Linked DNA regions of Mus musculus: regions 1, 2, 4 and 5 are each linked to region 3. The links are chromatin contacts, called in public HiChIP or PLAC-seq and promoter capture Hi-C maps. All regions are on one chromosome and are shown on one strand. Each heading gives the region's core, a stretch centred on a gene start, on an enhancer-like site or on the middle of the called end of the contact. The rest is flanking DNA. Distances are from core to core; before and after follow the strand shown.

Region 1 (2,700 bases), core at 124-2,623, 1.8 Mb after region 3:
TGTACACTTAGATGACGTAGGGCTCACTACCGGCGCTGGCCTGGGGAAAGGGAAGGGTCTCCTCTTTTAGCCTTAAGAAAGTCCTTGGGTGAGGGAGAGGGAGACAGGCGATCAGGAGGTGCTGAGCCTGTTCCTTAGTGGGGACAGATGTCAGGAAATGAGGCAGAAGTGTCCAGAGATGGGCTTAAGCCTTTCTCTCCCTCCACATCCCTCAAGAGATGTCTGGAGGCGAGGGACGTGTAAGGACACATTCCTGTGCTGAGGCACAGGTGGTTATGAACAAGTCCCTGGAGCATTCGCAGAAGAGCAGGCTCTGAGACAGAAGGGCCACATGCTAGCTAAGGGACACTATCAGGATTGCAGCCACAGTGGGACCAGATTCCCCAGTTTCGCTAGTGAGAGTCCCCATCTCGAGAAGAATGCAACATAAGACCTTCATCAAAAGGCATCTTATAGAACTTCCCAGCCCTACACCAGAGGTCTTTAAAGATCCTGGAGTCACTGCACCCCTAGATACATGCTCAGTCCCCCAACCCCCGGAGACACTGTTTTCCTGGCAAGTGGACTGAGGACCGAGTGTGGTAGTACCAACCCTGTCCCACCAGGCTGGTACGCAGAACTGGGCTCCGGCAGCTGGCCAGGGCGCGGACCAGGACGTCCTTCTCCATTGCCCGAATGCAGGTGGGTGTTTGCTCGGCTCGGGTCCAGGCAGGTCTGAGGCTGAGATCTGGCCATTGCCAGCGCGGGGCTCCTCCTCCAGCTCCAGGCGATGAGCCTGGTCTGGGTAGCAGACTGCTCGCCCCACCCGCGCGCCCAGGTCGCCTCGGCAGGGACTCAGGGATGCTTCCTCCTCCACCGTTTCCCGGGACTGGAAGCTGAGGCCCCCGCGGGTAACCCAGCCAGGACAGGAACAATCACGACTCGGGTCCACGGGGCACCTGGGCCACACCGGGGCCTGTCGAGACTGGCTGCCGCGCCCAGGGCGGGCCGCTCACCGCCGCAAGAGGCGCGGGCGGTAAGGACTGGCCCCTAACCTCTGGAGCGCGAACCTGGGGGTCGCTGCTCCTAGTCACCCACTGAGGGAGCGGCCGCACCAGTATCCCGATGGGGAAACTGAGGACTGGAGCGGGGCAGAGCTTTGTGTGAGATCGTGCGGGGGTCTGGAGGATAGGTCTCCGCGACGCCGGGGACAGCATCCCTCCCGCCACAGAGCCGCAGCCCGGGCGCAGCGAGCGTCCCGCCCGGCCCGGTCCCACCCTACCTTGTTGGCTGCCGCGCAGGTGGCGGCGGCGGCGGCTCCGGCTCCCGCTCCGCGCTTCGCGCCGCCCGCCGAGTCCCCGCGCCCAGTGCCGCCGCCTCCCCGCGCAGCCCGGCGGGCGGGACCGGGCCGGGCGGGGTCGGGGCGGGGCGGGACGGAGAGGCCCCGCCTGTGCGCCGCCCGTCGCCCGCAGCTCGGTTCCCGTCCCGCGTGCACACACTCTCGCCTCCGACACGCTCTCGCCGCAGGCTTTGGGTGGGACTCGGGTCCCGAACCTCAGTTTCCCCTTGCTGAGATGGAGACTGTCATCGCGCCTGCCTCCCAGATGGCTCGAAGCTGGATCCCGCAGCGAGCGCCGGGACCGCAGCTCTGCAGGCGGCGGGAGAACTGGAGAGCGGAGGGCGGCTGCGCATCCGGGAGATCCTTCCCACTGCTGCCATTAGGGGGCGCTGCGTCCAAGCCGCTCCCTCTTTCAGCCGGGTGCTCACTGAATATGGAAGATAGGACGTCATATCTTTCATAATAACCACGCCACACCACCTGTCTTGGAAAGTGTTCTTCGTGTCTTGTAGTGATGTGTTTGGTGGGGGGCGGGGGGGAGGAGGGAGACTAGCACTGTACCTGGCACAAAGTAGGTATTGTATATATTGTTAACTAAGAACACAATTTATTACATTTGATCTACCAACGCCTTCAATGTAGTCATAATACTCCCATTTCATAGACAAGAAGTTGAGACTTTAGCTGAGTTCTTGGTAGGCTCTATAACAAATTTAATGTGTGTGTGTGTATGATTTGTGATGGTGGGATTGAACATTAGGACCGTGCATATGCTTGCCAGGCAAGTATTCTACCTTTGAGCTACACTGTGAGACCTCTCCTCTTTTTCTGAAACAAGAGTTCACTAAATTGCTTAGGTTGGCTTTGAACTAGCCATCTTCCTCCCTCAGCCTCTAGGAGCTGGGATTGTAGGACTACACCACCACACTCAGCTCTGGTGAGTCCTTGATCACTTTAGAACAGCAGTCGCTAAAGCCTTCCTCTAGTTCCTGCTGAACCACAGGGCCCTGGGCCGGTTTTCTTCCTAGAGCTGTGGGTTTCCCACGTCTGAATTCCCCCTGCATCCCGCTTGGAGCTGCACTGGCAGAAGCACACAGCGCACAACCGCAGCAGTTGGACCTTTGCCCTCAAGGGTCCATGGTAATCTAAAACATTTTTGTCACTTTTTAACGAGTGTGTGTGTGTGTGTGTGTGTGTGTGTGTGTGTGTGCAAACTTTCAGAAGTTAGTTCTTTCCTTTCATCTTATTTCTGCAATGCTACATATTCCTGGCTGACTGTCCCTGAGCTATCGGGCAATATATCAGATGCCTCCCATCTCCAAGTAGGAGGGCTGCATTCAGCTTTTTACATGGTTCCTGGGGACAGGTCTCAGGCTGCCTGG
Region 2 (2,750 bases), core at 75-2,574, 1.7 Mb before region 3:
TGTCCAGAGAGAGTTTGCCAAGCTCTGATCTCATAGTCGTCTGAGCTAACTGGGTGACAGCATACTCTGGGTCTTCCACACCGTAACTTGCCTGAAAGGGCAGGTATAGGATCAGAACTGAAGATGCAGGATTTTAAGGAAGAGGCAGTTCAGAAAACTAGATAAACCCAGGGCAGATACCTTGTAAGGATCCATGATGCGCAGATAAAGGACTCCATCTATTTGTAGTGTTACATTGTCTGCAGGAGCAAACAGAAGAGAAAAAAACTGTCGGTCAGACCTCTAAGTCCCAACCAGCTCTTTCTCCTAAGCCCTGGATCTATAGCAACCACATCCTAGCGCACTTAGCACATCCCTGTCACCCCATCGCTCTCACCAAGAGTTACGGCTGACTGCTCAGGCACGTTGATAACAATTTCCTTGAGACTCTGCACATACCGGATTCGGTCTAACACGGGGATCAGGACGTTCAGGCCCTGAGAAGAGGAGCCATAGATTCTCAGAAGGGTGAGGCTAGTAAACTTGAACTCTAAGCTAAGTCTGGAGTAAGTAGTAAGTCACGTATAAACATAGAGAAGCAATCCCTCCTATCATGGCCTCAAAGGCTGGGGTGTCACTGGTAGGGAAACCTAAGAGTACAAAAAGATAAGACTAGGCTTATGAATGTCAAGAATGGAAGCCAGCAAGAGCTGCTGCCTTTAGAGTATGGTAGCTCCAGGAATGAAGCCTATGGGTCACTAGGGTATTAGGAAAGCGGGGAAACACGGAGGTGGTGTTCAGGAGACTGGGCTCTGCTAGAACTGGTCCTCGCAGGTTAGAAGTGCAGACAGGCCCCGACGGAAGTCCCACTTCCACACGAGTAAACGATCAGACGATCTGGCTGGCTGAGGGCGGGCAAGAGAGGTTCTCACCGGTTCCAGGATCCGGTGGAATCGGCCCATTCGCTCCACCACCCAGGCCTCCTGCTGAGGCACAAACAGGATCACGGTGTTTCGGGGCAGTCCAGAGGAGGCGCGGCGCGGAACGCGGCCAGAAGCCTGCACCGAGCCCTGAAGGAAGACGAGAGTAGGCTGGGGACCAGGCGCGGATCCCTAAATCCCTCTCCCTAGATCTCGACACCCCCCCCAAGGGTCCCCGGAGAGTGATTCACGTGGGGACCATGACCTGTGACCACAGTCCTTCCCCCAAAGTTAGAAGCCCACTCCTTCCCAGCTCAAGACCCAGGTGATGTCGGTCCCGAGCCTCTGGTGAAGGTTGCCTCGCTCTCACCCTCAGCAAAAGGGCTCCAGTGCCCCGCGCCGCGCGCGCCAGCATTTCCCACAGCCTCGGCGACCTCCGGAACCAACGAGAGGTGGGGCAGAGCGGCCTCTTGTGAAGCCTGAACCCGAGCCCTTCCTTCAGCTGGTCCACTCCGCCCGACGTACTTCCGGCGTATTAGTCCACCCTCCCATCCCCACTAGTCGGCGTCCGTCAAATCGTTCCCTGGGAAACGTAGGCTTTGAAGAGAGAGCCCGAGAGTGCAAGTTTGTTCTGGTTCTCAAAAACTACGAAGCTCCTGGGCATTGTGGTAGAAATTGAGGCAATATTCCGTCCGCAAGTGGTACAGGAACACCGCCCACCAAATTCTGTACCCACAGCCGTGACTCAGTTTACCCTCCAGCTCGTGTATAACTGTCCTAATCTGTCACCATAACGACAATGGATTGGATTGGCGCTCAGTAGTTGCCCGTGGTTGCCATAGTGACATTCTTGGGTAGTCATGCTGTTGTGCCCAGCTCTCCCACTGGGGACTGACCCCATTCCCGTTGTCATGGTAACTAGGAGGCCTAACTTTACCTTAGGACTGGGCGGAGATTTCTCCCTTCCCTCTTTTCCCAAGGCATCAACAGCTCTTTTTCATATTTTTTTCTGAGCCAGAAACGGTCAGGCATGATCCCCTTACATACAGAGGGAAACAAAGAGCCTCAGCCTTTCATTTTTGTCTGAAACACATCAACCTTGCTCAGGTCTCTGACACTCTCTCAAATACAAGCTTTAAGAGGCCTGTATCCCCCCTCATCTCCTTCTTCTCATTCTCCTCCTCCTCCTTCATTTTACATATACAGACACTGAGGTTCTGATGGGGCTAAACTACAGAATCAGTGTAAGAATCCAGATTCTCAGAGTTTAGCCTCTGTAGCTTCACTTTACCCACCCAGCCCCCAGCACCTTATACAAAAAGGACTAAGACTATGGTCCAAGACTCAGCTCATCCCAGCCTAAGATCTCATGGGTTTGAGCTTGTTGCCAGAATTCCAGCTCCCTTTAGGCCCCACATCTCCATCCTCTTGAACACAAAAAAAAGTAGAGGTTAGTTCAAGTTTCCAAACAAGAATTTATTCTTTTTTTTTTCCTTAAAAAATGTACCAGGTACAATTTTTCCCATTTTTTTGTTTGTTTGTTTTGTTTTTCAAGTTTCAGCAAATGCTTGTTCCCCTCAGCCAAGCCCCAAGAGTTAAGGGTTGAGGCTGGGTCAGAGTCTTAAGTGAGGAGTGGAGTAACTGGGAACCATGTGACTGAATGAGGGGCACCCCTCATCCCAGCTGAGGTAGGTGGGTCAGAGTCTGGTCAGGTGAGAGGAGGTTCCCCAGTCCTTAGGCCTGACTCTGTCCCTGGACACCTTCCTCAGTCAGGACACCAAAGCAAGGAGACACAGGCAGGAGGAGAGGGACAAGTGAGTCTGAGCCCTAGGTAAGAGGTGGCTAAACCCC
Region 3 (2,700 bases), core at 187-2,686:
GGAGTTATTATGGCCCTTGATTAAAAATTCAGTCTTTTAATACACACATACACACACACAAACACACACACAGCATTCCTTTGGCACATATTCCCTGAACTGTCCAAACATGTGACCTACTTCTATACCACTTTTTCTATCCCCCAAATAGGTTTTTCAATTTTGCCTTTTTATAGTGTCTTGTCCCTTTCTTTCCTAGCACATAACCATAATGCTAATCGAATTTTGTAATTATTTTCAAACTCCTAATACTGTAACAAGACCTTAAAATTCTTCTACTTTATCTGGACTTTCTAGAACAGCCTGACATTTTCCTGAAACTCTTCCCCCAACCCCCCTATAATTTAGTTTAAGTAAATATAAGCTTAGTTTTCTAATAACGTAGAAGGCTGACAGCTTGGCTCTAATATGTTCAATAAATGTTGGCAAAAAGATTTAAAATCAAACTCATCTATCAGGGATGTTGTCAGTACCTAATTCGGTATTTGTAAAGTTGCTTAGATGAACTTATGTTTGTTTGTGTTTGACTGTGACAAGGTCTTAAGTAGCTCAGGCTATCTTTGACTGCTCCACGTTGCTAAGGATGAACTTGAATTCCTTATTTTCCTTTTTCCACCTCCTCTGTACTAGGCTGCTTATGTGGTGGAACTTAAAAATGAACCCAGGGCCTTCTATGCGGTAAGCAAGCACTTTACCAACTGGGTTACACGTCCAACCTCATAATTAAAGTTTTTTTGTTTTTTTGTTTTTTCTTAAAGGTGTGACCAAGGGAACCAATGCTGGAGGCCGTGAACACCGTCTCCTAGTACCAGAAAGAACAGCATTTACTCCGTGTTGCAGGAGTGCAGCTCTTCACGGTTCACAAACAGTTAACAAGGCGGAAGCACCTCCGAGTGCACTTTACAACCTAAGGTGAGAAAAGCCGTGCGGTCACTATTCCCACTAGCGGAAAAACCAAAACCCAAACCAGACACTCTCAAAAATGCCTCTTCCCGCGCTGGCATTATCAAGGTCCCTCTCCGAAGTCACCTACTAACCCTAAATCCCCTACTAACTCTGACCTCCACCCGGAAAAGGGGCCGATTTGCTCTGCGCCACGTGTTACTACGAGGGCGTCACCCAGAGCTAGAAAAGAGACAGCCCCTGCCGACCGGACCAAGGTATCATGGGAATTGTAGTTTTCTTTCCAACACGGGAGTAAGTGAACTCGCACTTACTTTTGCCCTTCAAGTAGCTTCTATTTAGTATAACTCATAAGATAAAAATATGCACCATAATTTTTTCAGCCGAGATTTCTTTTCGAAAGGAAGGATGAAGAAAAAAAGAACAAAACCAAACACAAAGTTTATAGGCGGAGAAAACAAAGGGTTAATAAGCGTTACGCATGCGCTCGGAGGACTCGCGGGTTGGGCGGAAGGACAGCTCCCAAGAGCTCTGTTTTCCCCGGAAGTACCTTCTCCTCCCTGGAGTCCGCGCGGACGCGGCTTCCTTACCTCATTTGTCCTCGCCCCTCCCCGTTCCTCTACGCGTTTCGGTTCCTGGTTGGTGCTTCCTGGTCGCGGCCGCGGCAGTGAGTATGTGTGTGACGGACCCCGAGCTGTCCCGCGGCCGGGGGACCCCTTCCCCTCTCCGCCTCGCCCGCGGAGCTGTGGAACTAATGCGTGCCCCTCTCTGGCCTTCCCCTCCCGGTCCTTCGGGGCTCAGCGCAGTGCAGCGCAGCAAATGGCCTCTCAGCTCCGTGCCGCCCCACGCGGCTCAGTGACCGGGCTGGGGTTTGGCGGCCCGAGACCAGGGCTTGGGCAAGGCTGGGCGGCGATGGCCTTGACGGGCACGTCTTCTCTGTCGGCGTTACTCCACCGCCTCCCACGGTTCACCCGTCCTGGGGAGGTGGGCCAGTCCCGAAATGTGGAGGTCTCCCTTCGCTGAGGGGAACCTGGCCCTCAAGGATGCGTCCAGTCGGGGGCCACCTTAAGCTGGTGCTGTCAAGTAGCCGCTTCACGAGTAGACACAAAGAATCTGGGAACTATGCCCCATTCCTTATATAAAACCAGGGTATCCTAAGATGATCCTCTGCCCCCGCGCCCGCACACCCTAACAGCAGACAGTTGTAGTCAATTTTACTGTGGGGAAATCGAGGTTGGGAGTTGGCAGCCCCCAGTTCCAGCCATCACTGATTAGCTGCCGACGCTCAGAATACCTTTAGGTCGAGTTTACTGTGATTTCAAGTCTCAGGGTTGAATGAAGGAAACTTTTTTTTTTTTTTTTTTTTTTTTTTTTTGAGACAGGGTTTCTCTGTATAGTCTTGGCTGTCCTGGAACTCACTTTGTAGACCAGGCTGGCCTCGAACTCAGAAATTCGCCTACCTCTGCCTCCAGAGTGCTGGGATTAAAGGGGTGAGCCACCACGCCCGGCAGAAGGAAACTTTTAAGGGCCTTTTTTAGCCCATTGGATAATTTTTTTCCTGAGCCTGTTTTTCCCAAGTATAAAATCACCCTTAATTTAATGACTAGGCTCCCTTCAAAAGCTCTCGACTTGGTGTTGAACATTTAGACCTTAAATTGCAGCGTGTGTATTTAAGACGGTGTTGTGCTTTAGGGACAGTTAATTATTGTCATTTAGTCAGAGGATGGGGAATGATCTGAGGGAAGAATTGGAAGTGAAAATTGTATGAAAACTACACGATTAACAGTGCATGGGACA
Region 4 (2,700 bases), core at 7-2,506, 1.2 Mb after region 3:
GCACAGGATATCCGGCTTTTCACGATCTCCTTCCAGTCTATTCATCGCCTACTGCAGCTTCCCAATGAATGCAAAGTTCCTTAAGCACAAGGTTTATAGGCCCTATACACTGTTGCTATTTGTCAGCAGGTATTGAGTCTGTAACAGTTAATTGTCTGCTCACCCACTGAAGGATGTTTATGCTATCTCTGTGTCTTTAAGTATTGCAAGCAAGGCTGATTTAAACATCCTTGTACGGGTCTGTGATGAATAAGCCCTTTCCTTTCTCTTGGGTCAATACCAGGGAGTGGAAACTCAGGGAGCCAAGGTTATAAAGTACTAGTGTATGCAACGACACAGAAGAGTCTCAATAGAATTCTGATGAGTGAAGAAAGCCAGATCCTCCCCCTTAATGACAATACATATGAAATAATTATATTTATATAAAACTCCAGAAAAAGCAAGAGCTCTATAGTAAGTAAGTGGGCACTTACAGGACTAAACGGTAGGGAATGAGGCAAACATTATAGAAAGAGAGAGAACTTTGAGGGTGTGGCTATGTTCCTCATGTTACTATCTGTGATTGTTTCTCTGTTGTATGCATACCAAACACATGAAAGTGTACATTTGAATCGTGCAGCTTATAGTATGGCAAGTGTACCTCAAACTGTTAAAAAAAATTGCTGATTGAGTAAGCAGCAGCAGGCTTTCAGCAAAAATATACAGAATGATGCCAAGTTTTCACAACGGGTTAAAGCAATCCAGCATTAAATAAATGTTAGTGGAATTACCGTGGAGTGAATAAATAGCAGCTATTCAACGTGTTTTGAATGAATTAAAGAATTTGATAAGTATTTATTTTATGCTTATTATATACTGGGCAGTGTTCTAGGATCTCTGCCCTCAAACAGCTTTAGTTTTAGAGCAGTGGATGAAAGCAGCGTTGTTACACACGCGTGAAGGGTATGTGGCAAAGCATTTTAATATAGTCCCCCTCCTCCAAAGAGTGACCTAGAAGACAGCTAAAGACAGACTGTCTAGAAGATGAAAAGAAGTATTGAGATGCTGAAGAGAACGAACTTTGTGGAAAGAGAAATAAATCCACACCCCGAGCGTCAGGACGGCGTGCGCACGCGCAGAAACCGCTAGGCGGCGTCGGTTTCCCTTCTCACACGCGGACCTCGAAGTGGGCAGCCGTGGCCGGAGCGCCTGCGTCTGCGCAGAGCTAAGCCGGCCGGCGAAGGGGCGGGGCGTGGTGCGACGGGGCGTGGCCCAGAGGGCGGGGCTTTAGGTGATTCCCAAGCCACGGCTCAGGCCGTGCGGGGAAACCGAAAGTGGGCGGCGGCCGCCCTGGCGGAGGGAGCGGAGGGAGCCGGGCCCAGAGGCGCGGGCTTGGGCCGCGGGTCCCCGGGACGAGGTGAGCTCGGTCGGGGCGCGACAGGTGCGGGCGACGCGGGGCGGGCTGCGGGACGGCAGGGCACGGGCAGGACAGCGGCTGGGCGCGGCGCCTCAGGCCCGGGCCTGGTCCCCGCCGTGGCGGGGTTCCAGAGCGTCGTGCGTGACGCCCCGGGACGTCCACCCAGCCGGTCGCGGTGCAGCAGGAGCTGCAGAGGGGGGCGTGGGAGGCGCGCAGCTCTGAGCAGGAAGTAGCTCCCGGTCAGGAGCAACCGGCCTCGGCCGCCCGTGCTGGGCAGCGGTACCCGAGCTCTGCGCAGTTGTGCCAGCCCCGCGGGCCACACTGCGGCGGCCTCCGCCCTCGAGACCGGCCGGTGCAGGCCGCGCACATCACACAGGACCTACACGTAGCCGTTCCTGTCAACCGTGAGCGCTGGGGAGGAAACAAGCATTCACGGAGAAGTTGTCTTGGAAGTCAAGTGGGAGCTGACAGCCTTTCTGCTCCTGTCCGCTTGAGGGTACATTTCTGTCAATATCCAGGGCTACCACTACCCAGTCATCTTGGGGAGCAGGGAAGAGAGGTGTGTATAGATGTTAAAGCCCAACCCCAAAGGATTCTGATACCAACACCACAAACTAACCGAGAAAACCACGATTCGTGTTGGTGGTGCCCACCTATGCTCTGCAGGTGGACGTTTGCAGAGAAGTGTTCTTGGAACTAGAAACGCCTTTAGTGGCAGAAGTGTAATTTAGAACTAAATCCCTGTCTCTTCCCGACCTCCATGATGTGGATGAAAATGTGGCATTCTACAGTGCGGCCTTTGCAGATAATGTATTGGAATCTGAGCTTCTAAAGCTTAAATGTAAGGTCGGGAATCAATTGCACCTCTGGTCTCTAAGTCTGCTCAAGAACCGAATGGGAATAGCTAACTGACCCTTTGAAGTGTTCTCAAGACAAGATAAGTCTTTGGCTCATAATAATAATCTTCTAAAGAGGCTTTCTATTTACCCAAACTGCCCATATTTTACAGGTTGGGATTTCAAGGTTTTTGATGACAGGGACACGCAAATTTTTAGGATAAGTTAGCATATAGTGTAGACTCAGCTGACGTAGGCGAGCTTCAGTTACATGCAAAGGACTGTGCTGGCCATAGAGCCCGCAGCTCCTCAGCCCTTCTCTTTGGTAGATTTTCTCTTTGCTAAGACAGTGAGGCAGCACTTGGCAGTGCCTTAAGATTTTAGTCCCTGTGGATTGAAAGTGGAATGTAATCCCTGCTAATACCCTTTTAAATGCGCCACATGAGACTGGCTGGGTGAGCTATTGTG
Region 5 (2,700 bases), core at 53-2,552, 1.4 Mb after region 3:
CAACTGGAGCCAGATGAGAATATATTAAAATCCTTTCTTGGAGGACTCTTCCAAAGTCTTACTCTGGATAATCTGTCCTCAATAGCAAAGGATGAGTGATAATTTGTACCACTCGCCCTTTGCTATTAAGTCCGTCAGACTACAGTACCTGTGATCATTCCTGAGAGGGTCACTTAGGGCTTCAGTATCCTGAACACCGTCTCGTTGTCCCATGTACAGACGGTGACAAATGTTAATTAATACAATATAGTACTTGCTGAATGAAATAAAGCAAGAGTTGAGGAGTCAGAGAAATAACTCTGTAGGTCCCTGACAGTTAGTCATGTAAATTTCAGAGCAGAGACCAACAGATAAAGAAAATAAGTCTTGATTCCTAAAATGTGAACAAGCTGGACTTTAGCAGAAGAACATGGTGGTTTACACACAATGACGGGAACAGAACCCAAGAAGCCATAGTTTGGAATTCGCAGTGGAAATTCCTGGAAAGATGGATTGCTTGCATGTACGAATAAATAAATGAAAAGAATAGAAAAACGATAATCTTTAAAATAAACAAAGAGAAGTAGAGCCGGAAAGATGGCAAGATGGCTCACTGGTTAAGAGTGCTTACTGCTCTAGCAGAAGACCCGGGATTCAGCACCCCCACCCCGCTCCCGCGCACTCTCCTCCTTGCTCACAGAGAGTCTGAAACTCCAGTTCCAGGATGATGTACAGACTTACAAATACATAAAATATTGCTTTAAGTCTGTGAAGAGTTTTAAGCATAGTAAATAAGTTTGACTAGACTTGCTCTCAGAGTATAGCAGGCAGTGTTAGTGGATAAACTGTAACACAGGAAGTGAAGGAGCTAATGACTCCTCCCTAAATTCTTGGATTTAAGCAAACTACCGAAACGGCCATTTACTGTAACAGGTAAGACTGAAGGAAAAGTTTGGGCTAGACCATGGACAAGACAGTTTGGTGTCCATCACAGGGCAGAGGACGTCCACATACTGTACACGTGCAGAGGAATAGAACAATTGGAACCACACCGATCAGTAGCTGGGGCGTCCGTCAGCTGGGAGAAGTAGGCAGTAGGACTACAGTGAGCAGATTCAGCCGGACGGGCCTGGATTCCCTACCGCTGAAAGTGGCTTGCCCTCCTCCCCGCTCAGGTCTCCCGAGGCGTCTACAGCGGGATGGCGAGAGAGAAAGAGAGAACACCTACCCGCAAACCCTAGGCCTTTCCTGGGTCTCCCTTCACCAACTTGGCGCTGCTCCCCGCCCTCGAGCCCACGCCCCCCGGCGCGCGCGTGCGCAGAGAGTCCCTGAGCCGTCACCTTTCTCCGGAAGTCTCCTAAGTCGTCGGCGCAGGGGCCGCCGGGAAAATCCCGCCGGGCCTGTATAAAGCCGAGGCGGGATCGCTGCGGCCCGGATAATTTAGCTCGCTGTCCAGAAGGGCCCGGGGTGGAAAGCCGGAGGAGGCGGCCGCAATTGGACTTGCAGACGCCGGCCTTCCACTGCGGAGCCCATCCGGTGCCCCTCTGCACGCGCTTCCGGCAGGCGTCGTAAGCGAGTGCGCCTGCGCGCCGCTCAGTCCGCGCGCCTCGCCGCTGACCGCGCACCGGCCGGCCGGCAGCCCGACGGTTCTGGGGTTGCAGGCGGCTAGCAACTCAGATCGGCTGCGCACCAGCAAGCAGCATGTCGCGGAGGCGGCACAGCTACGAGAACGATGGTAAGTGCTCTCGGCCTGGCCACTGCGTCCGGGTGAGAACCGAGGCCGGGCTCGCCTTCAGTCTCCCGGGAACGGATAGGAATCCTTTCTCCCCGGGAGGGCTCGGGGAGCCCCAAAGGGAGGCTGCTGGCTCGGTTGTGGATAGTGGCTTCGGGAAAGCGACGGCCTCCCTGCTACCCCATCTCCTTCAGTCATGGGAAAGGAAGGCCTGGTGAATCCCGTGAGCAAATCCGACCTGGGGTCCCGCGACACTGAGGACTTAATCCCTCACTACTGATCATGGAAACCGCACGTGTGTCTGTCTGCTGCTGCCTCTTAGGATCACTTAGTGGAGGAGATATATCTAGTGGACCAGTGTTTTCCTTTTAGCCCTCCAGGGTGTACTTGGAAAGGACCCTGGGAAGACAGGAAAAGAACAAAGCTATGACAGAGGTCGGATGTATTGCAATCTGAGCCCTTCTCCTCCACCTGCCACCCGCTGATTCCCCTCTTTTAGGCTTCAAAAAAAGAATACCAACACCCCAGAGGTCACTAATAAACAGGCACGGGGTGTTTTGTTGGATTGGCTTTAAGCATATTTCCCTTATAAGAAAGTGCAGGAAAACCCGAGCAGATTATTAATTCTCATGTCAGTTTTGATGGTCGCCGGCAAGGACGTCGTTGTGTTGCCATAAATTTTGTTTTGTTGCACCATTATTGCCTTTCAAGAACACACTTGGAGCTGTTAGTGTTAGGTCCAAAGGGTTAAGGCAAGAAAAAACTTTAGAACCGAAGGGTTTAGGTTCGAAGCTCGACATCTCGATTATTTACTATGTGATCTTGTCAGGGTCATATGACTTCTTAAACCTAAGCGTGGACTGTGGATAATACTAAGCCATTTGGTTTCTACGGGGGGCTAAATGAGATATTGTGCTCACCAGTAGTTCATGATGATGTTTATTTTGTCAACTGCTAATGTCTCAGAGGTGATACACACAGATAAATGC

Evidence for each region. Promoter capture Hi-C pulls out the DNA fragments that hold promoters and counts their contacts. HiChIP or PLAC-seq counts read pairs in DNA pulled down with a chosen protein or histone mark.
Region 1: a contact with region 3 is called in a promoter capture Hi-C map of liver, with 3 times the contacts expected there. The contact joins the promoter of Coro2a here to the promoter of Zcchc7 in region 3. A contact is called at or near these places in 3 of 39 promoter capture datasets (hippocampal neurons and liver).
Region 2: a contact with region 3 is called in a promoter capture Hi-C map of neutrophils, with 4 times the contacts expected there. The contact joins the promoter of Stoml2 here to the promoter of Zcchc7 in region 3. A contact is called at or near these places in 3 of 39 promoter capture datasets (cranial neural crest, liver and neutrophils), 1 of 115 datasets of contacts at active chromatin or transcription factors (bone marrow-derived dendritic cells) and 1 of 9 other capture datasets (liver).
Region 4: a promoter capture Hi-C map of neutrophils shows a contact between it and region 3, with 5 times the contacts expected there. The contact joins the promoter of Tdrd7 here to the promoter of Zcchc7 in region 3. A contact is called at or near these places in 5 of 39 promoter capture datasets (the 3T3-L1 cell line, HPC-7-derived erythroid cells, liver and 2 more).
Region 5: an H3K27ac HiChIP or PLAC-seq map of microglia shows a contact between it and region 3, with 6 times the contacts expected there. The contact joins the promoter of Tstd2 here to the promoter of Zcchc7 in region 3. A contact is called at or near these places in 1 of 39 promoter capture datasets (liver), 1 of 115 datasets of contacts at active chromatin or transcription factors (microglia) and 2 of 9 other capture datasets (adipose tissue and liver).

What each region holds. Positions count from the first base shown.
Region 1 is chr4:46,600,556-46,603,255 of GRCm38.p6, forward strand. It overlaps Coro2a (coronin, actin binding protein 2A), which reads right to left and starts at 1,374. Exons shown (of 12, transcript NM_001164804.1): 1 at 1,262-1,374.
Region 2 is chr4:43,030,060-43,032,809 of GRCm38.p6, forward strand. Stoml2 (stomatin (Epb7.2)-like 2) reads right to left here and starts at 1,325. Exons shown (of 10, transcript NM_023231.2): 1 at 1,270-1,325; 2 at 912-1,049; 3 at 377-476; 4 at 181-239; 5 at 1-91. The coding sequence starts at 1,314. It overlaps Fam214b (family with sequence similarity 214, member B), which reads right to left. Exons shown (of 9, transcript NM_001253353.1): 9 at 2,355-2,750.
Region 3 is chr4:44,755,123-44,757,822 of GRCm38.p6, forward strand. It overlaps Zcchc7 (zinc finger, CCHC domain containing 7), which reads left to right and starts at 1,437. Exons shown (of 9, transcript NM_138590.4): 1 at 1,437-1,570.
Region 4 is chr4:45,971,041-45,973,740 of GRCm38.p6, forward strand. Tdrd7 (tudor domain containing 7) reads left to right here and starts at 1,257. Exons shown (of 17, transcript NM_146142.2): 1 at 1,257-1,396.
Region 5 is chr4:46,137,173-46,139,872 of GRCm38.p6, forward strand. It overlaps Tstd2 (thiosulfate sulfurtransferase (rhodanese)-like domain containing 2), which reads right to left and starts at 1,303. Exons shown (of 10, transcript NM_173033.3): 1 at 1,208-1,303. It overlaps Ncbp1 (nuclear cap binding protein subunit 1), which reads left to right and starts at 1,339. Exons shown (of 23, transcript NM_001033201.3): 1 at 1,339-1,714. The coding sequence starts at 1,681.